Linked DNA regions of Sus scrofa: region 1 is linked to region 2. The links are chromatin contacts, called in public Hi-C maps. All regions are on one chromosome and are shown on one strand. The core of a region is the stretch at or near the end of the contact, and the rest is flanking DNA. Distances in the headings are between cores, read along the strand shown. Region 1 has its middle 49 kb from the start of P3H2. Region 2 overlaps P3H2 (prolyl 3-hydroxylase 2).

Region 1 (6,301 bases), core at 3,065-5,564, 190 kb after region 2:
AGTGAACCAAGGAAATGTCTTAAGCCTGAAGACTCTGCCCCTAAGTTGCTCATAACCTTTGTCTTTTTTTTTTTTTTCATTTAAGAAGTGAGAAAAATATTATATTAAACTACTTTGTACAGCTGCCCTAAGGAATTTCCACTTAAAATACACATAAAAATTGTATAAATTGAACATGGTCATAAATGCTTGACAACGGACTTGCAAAACTTAAAAAAAAAAAAACAACAAAAAAAAGATTCCTAATCTGTGAAATTTTTCACCAGTTTGGAACTTCTTTGAAGCCACAAGTCCTGAGTTTTATAAACTGAGTATTTACTACCCCATCCCTTAGCTCAGGGAGAATATAATATTTCCTCTTGTGAAATTAAAAGAAAGTAAAATTTTAACCTTAAAAAGCATTTGCTTTGGGATTAGAAACCCAGAACACTTTTCATGTACTGCTGCTGTGTATCAAAGCTTTGGGCCACTGGTTCTTTATGCCTATTGTGTTTAAGTATTTTATAATCCCATTTTGATTAGAAGATGATTATTTCAAAGGGAAAAATCCCATGACTAGTTTCAGAGGATTTGAACTTAAATCCCAGATTTGATATTACCTAGCTTGGTGCCCTTTGGCCATGTCTCATTGTCTCTTACACCTCAATCATTTTATCTGTTTTATGGAGTGAAGGTAATAGTCCTTGTTTTGCTTTACTCACTGACATCATTAAAATTTTATTTAGGAAGGGTTTACACAGGGCTTACTATCTGCAGGGCAGTTTGCTAGGTTTGGTGAAGCAGAGGGAATGCATAGTATGGCTGTGGAGATGCATTTTTAATCAGAAATATTATAGAACAACATGGCACTTACTATTCATGCCTTCAAACAACTAGAGAAGGACAAAGAACAGAACTAAAAGCCTGGACAGATCAAGGAAGGCTTCATTAAGGAGGTAACATTCAAATTATCCTCTTGGAGGATCTGGTTGGGTAAATGGATGGTTGAAAGCCTTTGTATTCTGAATAGCATGTAATAAAGACACAGAGTCATGCTTAGGAACTACATGAGGTCATTATTACTGTTAAGAGTCATTTATATATACAAGGACTACTGAAAAAAGATGTAAGGCTCAGGTCATCTTTTCCATCTACGAGGCCCATACCTTTACCCATCATTACCTCTTACCCAAACTATGCAAATTCGCCCTTGCAGTACCCCAGTCTGAGTGCTGCACATAAACTTTGTGGTCTGAAACATGTTATGGTCCAAAGGATGTTACCCAAGGGATGCAAGAGGAGTGAATTGGAAAGGTACGTATGAGTCTAAGTCTTCAGTTCAAAGCCAAGGAATCCAAATGCCCATGTCAAGTTCAAAGAGCAGAAGGAGAGCCACAAGCTGGAAATGAAATCAAGGGTTAAGCTCAGGATGGAAAGTGGCATGGCACCATCTCATGAAAGAAGGGAAGATCCTTGAATCTAGTACTGGAATATGGTACCTTTCTTTTACTGGTCATTGGGCACAGGGAATGAGTTGTGTATGGTCAGTTTTATTTATTTTCCCCTAACCCTACTTTTTCATTTCTTTATTTCCATTTCCTGCATTACTATATGGTCTGAATCTTGGTTTAAAAGAGTTCTGGCTTTTAAATGCTGCTTGAACTGCCTGTCTATCTTTACCTTCGCCCTACCTTCCCCAGACATTCATTCATTCAGCAGATAGTCTAATTCTCTCCCTTTTTAACTTAATTTTAAGAAAAATTTGACCAAATTCTATTCAAGTACCTACTAATAAAAGAAAGTAAACTATTTTTTCTTATAAGACTTTGTTTTTAAGATATGAGGTGAGAGAAAATATAATACTCAGGATGTATGAACACAGACACTTTCACATCATTTGCAAGGGAGTGAGAAAACCTGTGCATATCTTGTAAATGAAGGATGTGAAAGCTCACTGATCAAATAGTTTTATTTAGACCACTGAGTGAAATTCTTAGCATCAAAAATTCATGTATCTATGTTTATTTATCATCTTTTTTATCACAGCATTTTTTATTACTCAATTACATTTATAGTTGTACAATGATCATTACTAAATATAAAATATAATAATAAGATATAGTTTGTTTTCTAGTAGAGTTTTTTTTTTTTTTTTGGCTGTGCCCTCAACATGTAGAAGTTCCTGGGTCAAGGATCAAACCTGAGCCACAGCAGCGACCCAAGCCACTACCATGACATTGCCAGATCCTTAACCTCACAGCACAACAAGAGAACTCACTCTAGCAGATCTTGAAATTCTAAAGAAAATTTTGAATATCCCATATTGGCAAGGCATTGGGAAAATGGACACTTTTTGGGACTGCTAATGAGAAGGAAAAATAGTCAAAGCTCTTGACTTTGTCACGTATCTCTTGACAAAGTTACCTACATAACAGTTGGACTGTGCATGTAACTTTCATAAATGTATCATTCCATTTGTCTCAGAAGATCCACTTCCAGACCCCTAGCTTCTAGATGGAGAACATTATGTCCCCATGTTCTGACTCTCCCAGAAACTTTTTTCACCATGAAGAAGGTATTGCAGAGAATGCACATCTTTGGAAGAGAAAGGCTTCTAATGTTAATTTTAAATACTGTCTGGATTCTAGCCTCTTCCTTTCTCTCATCAGGAAGAGGGTCCTAAACTCTAAGTCACAGTTTGTGCAAAACTATACACTGGGCCTTTTTAATCCTGTGTTGGGTTCCATCTCTTTTGTGATGCCACCAATTCAGGCTCCTCTTTCCTTTTTTCTCTTAATTATTTAATTATGCCTTTATATAATATCTATCTTGCTTTTCAAAGGAGGATTTTCTTTTAATTTGACTGAAAAGAAATGATAGGTGTTTGTCTTCGAGGCTTTAAAAAAAAAAAAAGAAAAATGCCCAGGTTATGGGATGAGAGTAAAAGATGTCAATTAGCGGTTTGGCGTTTTTGGATTTGTAACTCTCAAATAAGACCAAAGTAAATTATGGCACTACTGTCTGTAATAAGAGATCATACAACTTCTTGTGTGTTGGATATTATTTTTTCTGGAGGGAGGACTTAACCTGGAGTGTTTAGAGGAAATTCTTTCTAAGTCTAGAGTTTTTAAATTGCTACATGCCACACTATGGAGAAATAGACTCACAGAGCTGGAAAGCATCTTAAAGATGATCTAGTCTGACTGCTTCATTTGCAGGTGGGGAAAACAAGGCTCAGAGAGGCCAATTCACTCACCACAGTATAGTGGAGGCAACGGACCTGAGTTCAACTCACAGCTCGTACATCTCCTTGGAGTCATTTCTTTGTTCCAAGGAAAGGTTACACACTACATATGGCTAGCACCAACAGAAGTCTAGAAATACAAGGATCAGGTCAGTACAATGATGCCTCCACTGAAATTTTGCTGGTCACTGAGCATGAGATTATGTATATAACATATACACACACACACACATTTTATAATTAAACAACTGTTTTGTAAGCCTCTGCCAGGTGGTACTAAAAGATTAGTAGACACCATTAACAGCATTTTGTCAGAAGTTCCTGTTGTGGCTCAGCAGAAACGAACCCAACTAGTACCCATGAGGATGCGGGTTCGATCCATGGCCTTGCTCAATAGGTCAAGGATCTGGTGTTGCCGTGACCTGTGGTGTATGTCCCAGAGGCAGCTCAAATCTGGCACTGCTGTGGCCGTGGCATGGGCCAGCCATTAGAGCTCTGATTCGACTCCTATCCTGGGAATTTCCATATGCTGTGAGTTCGGACCTAAAAAGCCAAAAAAGAAAAAAAGAAAAAAAAAAGTATTTTCTCATACTGCAATTATTTACAGAATTATTTAATAGATCCCAGATCTCTTGATTTCCACTTCAGTATTTACTTAACTCCATGTCATACTGCCCTCCTTGGCAGATGAAAAGAGCTGAAAATTAAACTTCACCCAGCTGAAAAAGTAGAGCTGGGATCTTGATTCTGGACTGATTGTACTGCTCTCTGTTCAAATAGACTGGGGCCTAAAGCACAGAAATTGGTGTTGGAAATCCTTAGAAACTCAAAGCTCCTCCTAGCTCTTCCTCCTTTCTCTGAAAATAGAAATGCATATAAAGAGAGAGAGAGAAGGAGAGAGAGAGGGAGAGGGAGGAAGGAAAGAAAAGAAAAGGCACACTGTTTGATGTACTGTAAGTTGGAGGGTTCTGGAAAAATTTATAATGTGTTCTGTACTCAGAGACAAAACTTTCCAAAAGGACATTTATACTATTTCCTTCCAAGAGTCTGCATCCTGTTATACTCTGGAAGAAGTGACCTCATGGTGTTTGTATTTGTCTCTCTCACAAAACTTCTTTTATAGTATTAAGGCATGTGCAGATCTTAGGATATGTAATACACGAGGCTCTGACTTTGGCAGGTCATTCAAAGAACATGCTGCTACTTTTGTGCTGGCGTCATCTTGTTTTATAGTGGCAGAGGGTCTGGGAGCGGGAGAGCAGGATAGGAGGAAGTGCCATGCCAAGTTACTTGGAAAATATATGCCAAGCAATCTAAGGAACCTAATAAAAGAAAAAGAATATTAACTAGCGATACATGTTATTAGTCTCAGAGGAACTGACCGTAATCGCCATAATCCCTTACAGCTTATTAGAATTATAAGGTGATTGCTTGCCCATTACCTCATTTGTACAGTACTTTACAGTTTATAAAGTACTTCCTTGTAGAGCACCTCGGTTGTTTCTTCCAGCATCCATGTGAGTGTTGCAGAACCATTATTATCCCAACTGTATAGATGTGAAAACTGAGGCTTTGAAATAAATAAAAACATGCAAATTCTTTTACATAAATTTGACATAAAAACCATAATTATGTAAATTCATTTGGTTTCCACTAATATCTGTATTAAATAAAATTATTGTTAATCATTATGAATCCCATTTTACATATGTTATATAAATTCACTTGGTTTCCACAAATATCTATATTAAATAAAATTATTATTAATCCCATTTTACATATATTCCACAAATATCTGTAGTAAATAAAATTATTATTAATCCCATTTTACATATAAGGAAGCCAGACAACAGAGAGAGTAAATGACTTCACCCAGATTTTGCAGCAAATTAAGTAGCAGAAGTCAGATCCAGACTGACTCCTTAAAAAGTGCTCTTTCCACTACATAAAACTGCGTCTTTATAGAGCATGGGCTGGGAGTCAGCCAGACCTGTGTATAAATCTTGGCTGTTGCACAGGTGGACGGTAGGGTGAAGTCTGAGAAACTACTTAACCTCACTAAACACAGCTTTCTAATCGGTAAAATAGGAAAAGTAATCTCTACCTCAGGGGATTACTATGAGGAAAAAATGAGCTAATGTTTGTAAAATGTTTAGCGTAGTGCTTGACACAAAGAAAGGGCCCAAGGATTGTTATTGTAATAAATTGGATCGCTGGCCCCTATGAGTACACAAGCCCACCCTACTCCAAATTTATTCCCACCAGAGCTGCTCATAAGTTTTGGAAAGCGTCACTTGTTTTTTTTTTCCAACTACGGCTGTGGATTCCTCCTGGTGCAGTGCAGGAAGATCCACACTAATCTCTGGAACAGGAGGCAAGATCTGAAGTGCCGATACTTTCATCCCCTTCCTTCCATGTCTCCTAGAACCCATACAAACCCCCTTGTTTCCAGCCTCTGTTCCCAGTTGAGGGTGCGGGGTAAAGTGAGAACTACACTCAGAAGGAAAACAAACCGAGGCTGTGTCCGAACATCTGGTTAAAATTCCAGAGCCTGGGACCCCACACCAAGAGTCTCCTGCTACTTTATGGGCATCTCGTCAACCTCAGCTGTCTCCATCGCCACTTCTAAGAAATCAAGCCCCTGACACTGAAGGTAGTTGTGAGGCAAAGAAGCCCTTATAGTCAGGAAATAACAAAGGTGTTTAGAGATCAGCCCTGATGACTCTCATTCTCATGGGAGACAGATGCTTCCCAAGGCTTTCCCCTCTTCCACGAAATCAGCTCCTTATTGGGACAGAATGATCTTCATGAGACCTGGGCCATGGCCTTGCACCTGAGACACTCCCTGACATCCCCCTTGCATTTCACTCATTCTGAATTCTCCAAATGCATCTTGCCGCTCACATTTTAGTGCTTTTGCACGAGTTCTTCTTTTTTGCCAAGAATTCTCCCTCATTCCCTGAACCGTAGTTGCAAGGTGAGTTCCTGTTCTTCTTGAAGATGTATCTTGAGTAGCTCTTCTTTTTTTTTTTTTAAAGTTTCATTGAAGTATAGTTGATTTACAACGTTGTGATAATT
Region 2 (6,117 bases), core at 1,000-3,499:
GGGAATGTAAATTGGTGCAACCACTGTGAAAAACAGTAGGGAGATTCCTCAGAAAACTAAAAATGGAATTACCATTTGATCCAGCAATCCCACTCATGGGCATCTATCCAGAGAAAATCATGACTCGAAAAGACACATGTACTCCAATGTTCACTGAAGCACTATTATAATAGCCAAGACATGGAAACAACCTAAATGTCCATCAACAGAGGAGTGGATAAAGAAGATGTGGTACATATACACAATGGAATATTAATCAGCCAATAAAAGGAAAGAAATAACGGCATTTGCAGCAACATGGATAGACCTAGAAATTATCATGCTAAGTGAAGTTAGCCAGACAGTGAGACACCAACATCATATGCTATCACTGACATGTGGAATCTGAAAAAAAGGACAGAATAAACTTCTTTGCAGCACAGATACTGACTCATAGACTTTGAAAAATTATGGTTTCCAAATGAGACAGGTTGGAGGGTGGGGGATGGGCTGGGGGTTTGGGGTGGAAGTGCTATAAAATTGGGTTGTGATGATCACTGAACAACTATAAATGTAATAAAATTCACTGAGTAATTTCAAAAGATAAAAGCTAATCACCCCTCTTTTCTTTCTCTCAGAATACTTTCCTCACTCTTCTCCAAAAAGATGTCTTGTCATGCAGAATTATTGTTTGTTTGAGTGTGTTTTCACCATTAGACCTTGAGCTCCTTCAGGAAGGGGGTAGTGTATTATTTGTCAAATGAAAATTTAAGAAATACAAAGTTTGATAAATTGATGGCCAAAAATGGAGGAATGAAGGAATGCTGAAAAACAATGAAGGTGCTATTTCCTACATGCTTCCATCAACAACCTCAGAGGTCTCTCTCCTAAACCCTTTTCTTCCCTGTATCTGCTATTCCCAGAAGCTCCTGGATTGACATGTAGGAATTCAAACCCAAAAGACGTTATGGCTTTACTTTGAGTGCTTTCAGGACAGTTGCACCTTCAAACTTTTCATTGGGTGTATGAGGCGAAGTTTTTCCTCTGTATCCATCACCAACAAGCATGATCCCCTGGAAGCGAAATACAAGATGCTCCATTAATGATAATTATGAGTTCATCAGGTCTCCCTTTCTGTCTTGACCGCCAAAAGCTGACAATCCACAGCAAGACTCAGATTCATCCCCACTGCATTCCAGGATCCTGGTATCATTAATTCTTCCAATCAAAAGAGGGATCCATCTTTAACTCCCACACCACATTTTCAGTATAAAACGCCACCACCACTTTCTGTAGGAATAGGTGGCATATAAATATCTACTACATCGATGAATTAAATTATTGATTAACATAAAGAGGTTTTCCCAGTGACTTTAATTTTTTTTAGAAGAAATATGAACTTTGGTGAAGATTCTTTCCCTTTGGTATAAGTGAGACCCGTGAAGACATCCAAATAAAAAGAACAAAAAATTTTATGAAAGTAGAGGAGAGGATTTTGACAGTCCCCTCTCCCTTACCCACAGGGCCTAAGGACAGAGCAGAGCCCACTCCTTTGTCTTTGAGGCAGGGCCCAGCTTGGAGAAGGGATTCAGTAACTCAAGTTTCAAGGTCCGCCCCCGCCCCACCCTGTGAAACTAACACTAATTCAGCCAAACAGCTGCCTCCCAGCTTCCCCTTGGGAGGCCCAAGTTTCTCTAGTCCTAGCTCACACTTGACTTCTCTCAGCCTCAGGTCTCTCTTGTAGCAGAGATAACCCTGCCGGTCCCAGTGGCCTCACATGCTGAGGAAAAGGCCAACAGTTGTGAAAGGGCTTTGAAAAGTCAAAGAGGAGATGTACAAACGCTATTGGTTATTATCATAATAATGATATAGTAGAATAAGAATTCTCTCAAGAATAAGCGATGGAAAACAAATTAGGAAAGTAAATCTACAGCCCTAAAATATATGCATAGAAAGGAAAAAAGAAAGGCAGTTCCAAATCTATTGATGGTGTTTGGGGATTGTCCACTGCTTTAGAGTCTCAATGCCACTGTTCTCACCTCCTTAAAAATCCCACTGGTAGAATCAGCAGTTCAGTCATCACCCCCACCCCGCCAGGAGGGGGAGACAGGGCAGGAGCTACAGGAGGAAGGGCTATACTTTGGCCATAGAGTGTTAACATGCATGCAACATGGGAAGGGTGGGCTTAGGAAATGTATATCCAGACCCCTGGGGTGAGGGGCCCTGGCCAGAAGGCACTGAGCAAAGGAGGGGTCCATCTCCCCACTGGCCAGGAAGGGGGCTCTGAGGCAATCTCTAAGGGTTGCATTTCCCTAGGGAGAGGGGACAGCTGCCCCTCCTGCCTCTTGTCGCCCAAGCTGAACTGGAAGGGATGCTGAGCAAAGAGAGGACAGGGTCAGAAAAGACAGGAGGGTGTCAGCAACCCCACCCTTGACCTCAGGGGCCCAAGAACTCTTTGCATAAAATACCTTCAGACCAAGGAGATGGTCAAAGGCACAAGGTTTAAATGCTCAGAAGGAGGGTGGTTGAGAGGGGCCTGGGGTACCCTGAGCCCAGGGTAGACTAAAGGTGTGATTCATTCCCCCTTCCCTGGAAGAGTGATTGCACCACTGGGCCTATCACCACAGGACATTTTCCAGCACAAGGAGGCAAACTGCCTAGGCCTCCAGTACCCACCTTGGGGAAGGGGTATCAAGGTGGCGACAGGCAAGGCCCAGGGAAGGGGGCCACTTTGTACATTAATACTGGGGTGAGGTTTGGGGAGAAGCAGGACTCTACCCCTGGCTCCTGACTCCAACCCTCTCCCTCAGCTGGATGCTGAGCCCACTGTCCATACCACCCCCAGCCCTATACAGGGCCCCCAGCCCTACACAGGACCCAGCCCCCAGAACACTCCCAGGTGAGGTTCTGAGAGGGAATGGGGTAGGAGTCCCAGTGACTTTATATATGAGGCAGGGCACGTACTGGACACTGTTATCCTAGGATTTAAGCCACTAGCTATTCCAGACCCAATAGGTATGGCCAGGTCTGGACAAAATGACAGTCACCCTAACCCAAAGGCTGTAAAAGTGCCTCTGCCATCAATGTGCTTCTCCTAAAGAAAGGGGCATTTCAGGTCTGGTGTCCTGGCTCCAAGTAAGCCCAGGACCAAAGAGCTTGCAGGCTCAGGCCAGGCCGGCCCCGGTGGGCTCCCGGTTCTCACACTGGCAACGCTGTGCAGCTCCCGGCACTGTTCTTCTGACAACACGTTGTCCAGGAGAACACGCTGTGTCCCATTCAGCTGCTCTGAGTTGTAGACAAACGTGATGTTTTCATATAGGAGAGGGCCACCTGCAGGGACAGAGCACATTGTCCTCCCGGTCATCTCCGTCCCCAAGGGGGGAAGCACAGAACACCCAACGCAGTTGTTTTCAATGTGCAGCTCAGGAGAACCTCCTTCCTAATGAGTATTTAGGAATGCAATGGCAAATCATAATTTTGGAAGCTTGAGACACACAATATAGATTCAAGAAAAAGGCAGATGTCTGGCTACCATGTTTCCCCAATAAGGTCATAATTCATATATCACATTTGTATGGTATTTGGGGATGGAGAGGCTCCCCCCCCCCAACTTGATTCCAGAGATGATCCTGCAAAGAAGACTGGGCATCTCATAGGGTTCTCCTCGGTGAAGACTTCTCAGAATTCTCTCAGCAGCTGGCCCCTCCCTTCTCCACAGCCTTCTGTTCCTAGCCCTGTCACAACAGCTCGTGCAATTACTTGGGTCCATGTTTGTGTCCCCAGGCATAACAGTCACACCTCAGTTTCACTGGTCTCTAGAGCAACACCTTTACCAGGTGACACAGGGAGTAAATGCAGGTCAGGACAGTCCCGCCCAAGACACCTGACTCCTTCTCCATCTTTTTCCCATCACCTACTGACTCCAAATGGTCTGGCTTTTTCCTTTCCTTTCCTTTCCTTTCCTTTCCTTTCCTTTCCTTTCCTTTCTCTTTTTAGGCCCACACCTGCAGCATATGGAGGTTCCCAGGCTAGGAATCAAATCAGAGCTGCAGCTGCCCGACTACACCACAGCCACAGCAATGGCAGATCTGAGCCTCGCCTGTGACCTACACCACAGCTCACAGCAACATCAGATCCCTAACCCACCAAGCAAAGCCAGGGATCAAACCGAAGTCCCTATGAACACTAGTTCATTACCGCTGAGCCACTACGGGAACTCCAATGGTCTGGCTTATAGAATATTTATTTTTCTCTGCCCTCTAGGTACATACAGATCCCCCGCAGAAGAGTTTCCTGCAGGCACCTGCTTTCTTCCTGGGCAGAGTCTAAAACTTCAGGATATTAATCCCATAGAGTCTCTTCAGAGGGTGATGCTTGGGGCTTTGTTTTAGGTGTTAAAATTACAAAAGCTAGACCTGACTTGCTCCTTTGCTCACAGAGAACAGGACCGAAGGACAAAGCCTCTGATGAGGAGGAAATCTTCAGATGTAGCCAAGTACAACCTCCTTGAACCAGAAAACTGAACAGGAAAGCAAAACACTGTTTTTCTCTTCTTTATAATACTCCCAAGGAACCTGAGAGGTGCCTGTCAGCCACAGCACCCCATCTGGAGGGTGTGTGTTGGGGACGGCATGGGCCCTCCCACCCGCCTCTGGTCAAGCACTGGCATCAGCACACTGGTCCAAAAGACATCATCGAAGGAGAAAGAGGCAATTGAAATTGATGTCTACTCTACCTGTGAAGTAGATAGTTGAACTAGGTACCAGTACTAAGTGCTATTAGTACAGTTAGAATTCGAGTTCCCGTGGTGGCGCAGTGGTTAGTGAATCCAACTAGGAACCATGAGGTTGCGGGTTTGATCCCTGCCCTTGCTCAGTGGGTTAACGATCCAGTGTTGCTATGAGCTGTGGTGTTATTGCTATGAGCTGTGGTGTAGGTCACAGACGCAGCTCGGATCCCCTGTTGCTGTGGCTCTGGCGTAGGCCGGTGGCTGCAGCTCCGATTCGACCCCTAGCCTGGGAACCTCCATATGCCATGGGAGCGGCCCAAGAAATGGCAAAAAGACCAAAAAAAAAAAAAAAAAAAAGAAAGAATCACTACAGCCCATGATTCATGGAATATTCAAATAATGGGACAGTATTTCTGAGTCTTCAGTAGTTTATGGTTATCTGTTAAAGCAAAAGTTCCCTAAGGAGCTCCAGTGGTGACAAATTATTTGTCCTGAGACTTTCCTTCCATATTCACAATCATAAAACTATGAAGGCAGTTTTTATTTCTATAGCTTCATACAACACTAATACCCCAAAATATACAAGATTAAATAAAAGCAAGGCCATAAAACCAACTAAATGCAAATTAACAGTATTATTAAAATGATTAAAGCTATTTGTGCAAACTACAAAGCAATGTTCCACAGGAATATTCTACTAAGTGATCTGGCCCAGGTTCTTCTGAGCTAGCTTGCCTCCGCAGGCTTTTGGTGTGTAAGAACACATTCCATTACGACACTTCTCTCTTGAGCCGACTCTAGAATCTTAGTGTACCATGATGAAGTCTGGCCCTCATCTGGTCCTAATACATCATTCCTAAATTTGTTCCACTTCATTTCTTATTCATCTTTGACCACTGAGGTGTAGTTTTCTTTCTTTCTTTCTTTCTCTCTTTCTTTCTTTCTTTCTTTCTTTCTTTCTTTCTTTCTTTCTTTCTTTCTTTCTTTCTTTCTTTCTTTCTTTCCTTCCTTCCTTCCTTCCTTCCTTCCTTCCTTCCTTCCTTTCTTCCTTCCTTCCTTCCTTCTTTCTTTCTTTTTCTTTTTTTTTAGTGTTTTTTAGGGCTGCACCTTAGGCATATGGAGGTTCCCAGGCTAGGGGTTGAATAGGAGCTGTAGCTGCTGGCCTATGCCACAGCCACAGCAACGCTGGATCTGAGCTGCATTTTTGAACTATACCACAGCTCATGGCAACACTGGATCCTTAACCCACTGAGCAAGGCCAGGAATCAAACCTTCGTCTTCATGGATGCTAGTCAGATTTGTTTCTGCTGAGCCAAGATGAGAACTCCTGAAGTATTATTAACTGACTTGCCAATGTGCTGGTAACCGCTACCATACCCACTGAGCTGGCTATAAGTAGTTACTCAGAT

What was found. Hi-C and Micro-C count contacts between places; a contact is called where the count stands out from the background.
Region 1: a Hi-C map of fetal skeletal muscle shows a contact between it and region 2, with 3 times the contacts expected there. The contact joins two enhancer-like sites. A contact is called at or near these places in 3 of 5 promoter capture datasets (fetal skeletal muscle, liver and skeletal muscle), 27 of 47 Hi-C or Micro-C datasets (adipose tissue, alveolar macrophages, brain and 16 more) and 2 of 2 datasets of contacts at active chromatin or transcription factors (alveolar macrophages and skeletal muscle).

What each region holds. Positions count from the first base shown.
Region 1 is chr13:127,618,202-127,624,502 of Sscrofa11.1, forward strand. No RefSeq gene overlaps it. Among named protein-coding and RNA genes, the nearest start is that of P3H2, 49 kb to the left of the region's middle. Within about 2 kb of position 4,315, at least 4 of the 83 cell types and tissues checked have an H3K27ac peak or open chromatin away from gene starts, as enhancers often do. A contact at or near this core is called in adipose tissue and fetal skeletal muscle, where this site is marked.
Region 2 is chr13:127,431,497-127,437,613 of Sscrofa11.1, forward strand. P3H2 (prolyl 3-hydroxylase 2) reads right to left here. Exons shown (of 15, transcript XM_021070049.1): 9 at 3,182-3,309; 10 at 957-1,052. Among named protein-coding and RNA genes, the nearest start is that of P3H2, 140 kb to the right of the region's middle. Within about 2 kb of position 2,250, at least 4 of the 83 cell types and tissues checked have an H3K27ac peak or open chromatin away from gene starts, as enhancers often do. A contact at or near this core is called in adipose tissue and fetal skeletal muscle, where this site is marked.